Linked DNA regions of Sus scrofa: region 1 is linked to region 2. A link is a contact called in public Hi-C data. All regions are on one chromosome and are shown on one strand. Each heading gives the region's core, a stretch centred on a gene start, on an enhancer-like site or on the middle of the called end of the contact. The rest is flanking DNA. Distances are from core to core; before and after follow the strand shown. Region 1 holds the start of CLEC14A (C-type lectin domain family 14 member A). Region 2 has its middle 160 kb from the start of CLEC14A.

The links. Hi-C and Micro-C count contacts between places; a contact is called where the count stands out from the background.
Region 1: a Hi-C map of retroperitoneal adipose tissue shows a contact between it and region 2, with 2.5 times the contacts expected there. The contact joins the promoter of CLEC14A here to the enhancer-like site in region 2. A contact is called at or near these places in 1 of 5 promoter capture datasets (fetal liver), 2 of 47 Hi-C or Micro-C datasets (heart right ventricle and retroperitoneal adipose tissue) and 1 of 2 datasets of contacts at active chromatin or transcription factors (skeletal muscle).

What each region holds. Positions count from the first base shown.
Region 1 is chr7:61,824,238-61,826,937 of Sscrofa11.1, reverse strand. CLEC14A (C-type lectin domain family 14 member A) reads right to left here and starts at 1,250. Exons shown (of 1, transcript XM_005666193.3): 1 at 1-1,250. The coding sequence starts at 882.
Region 2 is chr7:61,661,967-61,664,884 of Sscrofa11.1, reverse strand. No RefSeq gene overlaps it. Among named protein-coding and RNA genes, the nearest start is that of CLEC14A, 160 kb to the left of the region's middle. Within about 2 kb of position 1,529, at least 3 of the 83 cell types and tissues checked have an H3K27ac peak or open chromatin away from gene starts, as enhancers often do. A contact at or near this core is called in retroperitoneal adipose tissue, where this site is marked.

The sequences.
Region 1 (2,700 bases), core at 1-2,500, 160 kb before region 2:
TCCTTCCCCTTTGGTTACACAAGAACGTCCATCCTTCCCCAGCATGAAGCCTGCAGCACACTCGCAAGCAAAGCCTCCCAAGTCGTCTAGGCAGTCAGGGAGCTCCGAGCATTTGCCAGCTCGGAGGTACCTCCCAGGACAGGGACAGAGCACGGCCCCTGAGGGTATCCCGTCCCAGCGTGCGCCGACCCCATCCACCCTGCAGGTGGCTGTGATGGAGAGCTGTCCGGGGCAGAGCGCACTCACCTCGGTCCCAGGGGGACTGAAGTCCAGTGCTGCGCTGTACAGCTGGAAGGGCGCGCGGTAGCTCAAGTTAGAAGCGGCCCCAGGGCGCGGAGCGGGACACAAGCCCTCAAACTGATACTTGCACAGGTAGCCGTTGGCACGTCCGTGGCATCGCATCTCCTTCCAGCCTGCGGGCTCAATTCCCCCAGTGGCCTGGAGTCCTGCGCAACTCCGAGCGGTGCAAGAACGTTGGGGCTCCTCGACCCATTGCAGCGTGTCACTTTCCGACTCGCCGACGTCGTCGGGGGACAACCAGGAAAAACCCCGCAATGGCTCATTCTCCAGGGTGCAGTGGGATCGTCTGCGCTCCAACGCCACCCAGAAAAGAAGGTCTTTGGAGCCCCCTCCAGGTCCAGGGCCCGCTCGCAGGAGCGTGAGAACCGCACGGAGCTCGGCGCCCCCGCGCACCGTGCTGAGTACCCCGCCCCGTAGGTTGCAGGCCTCCTCGGCCATCTGGCGCTTGAAGGTAGCATGGTGCAGGCTGTAGCAGGCTCCCGAAGCCAAGCAGACCGCGCGATCGGCAGTGGGGTGCTCACCACCGCCGGGCCGGGGCCAGAACGCCTGCCAGAAGAGGCACAGGGCGAGGGTTGGCCTCATCTTGGAGGCCCAGCTCCTACAGCTGCTCCCAGCTTGGATCTGTCCCGCCCGAGGGCTTGGAGCTGTCCCTAGAGCTTGGTCACCGCCCCCCACAGCTGGCTTTCCCCCGCACCCCGCCTCATCCTACTCCCTCCCGGCCCCTCAACCGCCAAGAATCCCCGCCAGGGTCCTGGCGGCAAACGGCTTCCCTTGGGCCGGGACAGGAAATGTGTCCTGAGTTCTGCCAGGCCCCGTGCAGCCCTAATTTATTCTGGGGTCAGGAACACAGCTGGCGCCAGGGCACGGGGAACGAAGTCCTCCACCAGAAGGTCAAACACCCTGCGTAGAGCAGGAGAAAAAGAAACTTTCGCCACTGGGAAGAAGTGTATCCCTCCCCCCAGAGAGTTTCAGAACCTCGGATCTCTGAATACTTTAGCCTAATAGCGAACACTGGCAGGAAGGGCTGGAGAAGAGGAACTTGCTGACCGCCCACGCCCGCCCATTGTGTTTGGTCCAAAGCCATGGAGTTGGCCGCACAATTTGTAGACGGGTCCAGCCTTTGTCCTGTACTGTGGAGGAAATAAATGTTGTGAGACTTATAAACATCTCTCCTCACTACCAGAGGCAGCGCTATGTAGCTGCCAGAGTCTTCCCAGCTCTGCTTCTCTGTGCTGTCGAGGGAGATTCAGGCGTACTAATTGCTAGTCAAAAGAATTTAGGAGTTCCTTTTGGGTATATAAAGGGGAAAGCCTGCTTCTTTGCCAACGCTTGCCTTATATTTCTTTCTCTTTGAAATGGCCCTATTGGTTCATTCAGGAAAGGAAATGTATTTCTAGGCCTAAATGAAAAATAATGGCCATAGACCTTAAATTATGTTGTTTGGTTTCCTGACTGCTATATTGGCTGAGAATTTCTTCAAGCTTATAGGTTATATATAAATGATACTGTGACCTGTTTGAGAATAACTACCCAATGTGTAGATTTTATCCTTGAACTATTTTAATATTTTCTCCTATGCTTATGTGCCAATATTTGTAGCAGTAAGTTGTAAAAGTCCCCTCTAAGGGAAATGAGAGCTAAAAATCCTTAAGAAATTAAAATATTATAATTTGTATTGCATACTGTAAGAAAAATGCTCTGCTGCTTAAAAATAAGTGAGCCATTTTCTTCAGTGTTCCAATGAGTGTTTTTAGTATAAACACTTCAATGCAACTGAAAGTAGCAAGGAATTAAAATCAAGTAAAGGAAGGAACGTCAAACCACACTATCTGTGAAAGGTTTTCTTGCAATTTAGACACTGTGCATTATTTTAGAAAATCTATTATCTCTCTCGGTTCACAGTGACCAGATAAGTTGCAATCAGAAATACATAAGGAGTTTCAACTAAACCCTCTTCACTATCCATGCTGCTTGAAAGTTGCCACTCTGTGGGTAATGCCCACCATGCTGCTTTTAAACTCACTTGTTCCGGATTGGATTGTTCTGGGTAGTGAGGAGGGGTAGGAAGGAAGTTTTCAGGATCACATCTGTGTGCTCCTACCCCATTTTAACCACTGCTTTCTCTCTCCTCTTGCAAATTCTACATATCTTAACAAATGATAGTAAACACCAAGGATAATCATCATGCTTACTTTGCTTTTGCTGACTGTGGAGTTTTGCAGCAGGTGTTCTCTCCTACCCCTGCTGTTTCCCAATTTGAAGGACAGGAGTTCCCGTCGTGGCGCAGAGGTTAACGAATCCGACTAGGAACCATGAGGTTGCGGGTTCGGTCCCTGCCCTTGCTCAGTGGGTTAACGATCCGGCGTTGCCGTGAGCTGTGGTGTAGGTTGCAGACGCGGC
Region 2 (2,918 bases), core at 280-2,779:
AGTTCAATCCACTTTATTAAAATGAAAGAAAATAAGTAAAAGAACACTGCTGAGGAATAAGACTTCAAGATAGATTTTTTAAAATAATATTTTCACTTTTATCTGCAATGAATTGAGAATTAAAACTATTTCATAAAGTTTATGAGTAGAATTATACAACTTAGTAATGAAATGCAAATATCTCTGTTCATTAAGGCTCAACTGTTTCATCAATTTTGCACACATAGTTCAGTGGGGACTGATAATTATATTTCAATGTGAAAAAAAAGTTTATTAACTATCAGTATGAGGCAGCTAGGTGTATCCAATTATACCCATATAATGCAATTTCACAAAGTGATTTGATTTTTATTTATTACTTCATGGCCTTAATTTTACTGGATTTTATGGAGTCTGGCATATTTTCAAAGTAAATTACAAGTTATAAAAAACACTTAAATAAACATCAGAGTCCTTAAAATTAGGAATCTAATTTTAATGGTATTGTGTGTATGTGTGCAATACAACCTTCTTTAAGATTATATAAAAATTCACTGAATTTTTAAGGTTGTGTGTGCACACCATATTTGTTCATTTTATTAAATGTTTTTATAAATTTAAACCAGTTCATAGTTTTGAGCTTACTAGAGATTTTTGTTTATAAATTAGCTATGCCAGATTCCTTTTTCAACTTTATTATACATATTCCATAAAATAAACTTTACTAAAAGGAAAAATTGTAGTATCAAGACGGACCTTCAAATAAGTAGAATTTCCTCTAAAATACAATAATGATATCATTTATCGGAATTTGTAACCGGACATGCTCGTCCAACATACTCATAGTCATGTTGTTGAATGCCCGCCAATTATTCAAGGAAATTCTTTTGGGAATATTTTGTCCTTTAACAACCATACCAAGTCAGTTTTTACTAACTTATTCCTAAAGATGTAGATTTTCCTCTTTCCTTCAAACCCCAAATTAACTCTCCTAAACATACACACACATGCAAACAAAACTGGGCATATGGTTTCACACTATGGAGAGATCTGGCCTTCTCCTGAGTAACTTCTTATCTTAATTTATCATGCCTTTCATTCTGATTAGGTTACCCTTTTGTTATTTAGAGGTATATATCCTGATCTAGCTTGTTTTGTCCCATATATTCTCCATCTTTTATTCACATCTGCAATCTTTTAAACTGGTTTAATCACCCTTTTAATCAAACATACATAACCCTTCCCATTAAGAATAATCAGAAATAAAACTCTAAGTTTATTCTATTATTCCCTTCACTGCAACATTACCTTTGTCCTTTGATTTACATTGTCCTTGAGTTTTTAAATAAAGTTCTCTCCCTTTCCTTATTCCCTTCTTTCTGATTAAAAACCTGGAATTTAATTTTCAATCATACTGCTCCACTGAAGCTACCATTTGGAGGATATCTCTTAACTCCTAGTTAAATTCAAACCCACTTCTCCACCCTCATCTTAACCTTGCTTCTTTCTTTGGCTCTGCCGATTAGTTCTTTCTCTTCTACCCTCTCTTTTGGTTCTTCTCTTATTTCTCTGATCGTCATTTCTTTGTCTTGGTTTTACTTTCTCTTTCAACCCCCTTAACGTTTATTGAAGTATAAGAAAAATAAGGAACAAAAGAGCACAATTACACAGCTTCATATATTTTCACCAATTATACAGTCCAGTAAAAATAGCAGCCAGATCAAGAAGCAGAATATTGACACCATCTCAGAGGCTAGTCACTACTTCATCTCCCTCTATCCTAATAGTCAGCCCTTAACCTTACATTCTTCTCCTTTGAAAAATAACTTTTTGTGAGTTCATCATGTCTGTATTGATGAATCCCACACTACTATTTCAAGGATGGATATACTGTTTGAAATCTTTGGCTCCTCCTCTTCTAGCCCCTTGTTCAAGCAGATAGTAGGCTATAGCAATATTTTTTCAACATCTCAAATTGTTTCTTCTTTTCATTTCCATGTTACCATTGTGGTTTAGGCTAGAAGTCGGTAAATGATGACTTGCAGGCCCAATACAGCCTTCTGCCATTTTTTTCTAAATAAAAATTTTTGGAATGCAGCCATGCTCATTCATTTACATATTGTATCAAATAGTTGTCACAGAGACCATATGATCTAAAAAGTCTAAATTATTTACTACCTTACCCTTTACAGAAAAAGTTTACTAGTCCCTGGCTTAGGTCTTCTTTACTTTATATTAAACTGCTGCAGTAACTTTCTGTTTGATCGTAGTAGCTCTAGTTTCTCTCTTCTGCAACCTCTGAGTAAACAAAAGGCCTTGTTATGCCTACTCAAACACACTGCATTTTCCTCATGAATTCCTTTGCTCCATGTAAGACCAAACTTCTTTCCTGGAAATCAAAGTCTCTATTACAACAAAAATTAAGAAGTATAGGCATTAAAAAAGGGAGCAGTGGCGTACAACTGTTAGCCACACACTACTAGCTCCTTCCTCAATGCCTATACTTCGAACCACCTATATTTTAATCCCTCCACACATGATTTACTCACAGCTACATCTGCTGAAACTAAGATGGTCCTCTCTCCATTCCTTGTAAGCATTTCCCTTTTCCATCACATCCATCCCTACACTCTTCACCGTAAGCTCTACCTCACCCTCCTACAACTCCAAAGACTGTAATCTTCCCCTTTTCTGTATCCCATTACACTTGTAGGTTGAAATATAGAACCTGCCTCTGATTATCATCAATTATTTCCTCATTGGCTTGAAGCTCCCCCAAAGCAGAGCATATTACTTCTGCTTTCTAAAACTCACTGAGAACATAGTAAAAAATAAATACTGGTAGCTTTGATTTTAGGCTTCATGAATAAATTATTATCAGCAATCAGAATCCTTGCTTGAAAAAACAGTGCTACAGTCTCTGTTACCAGGGAAGACTC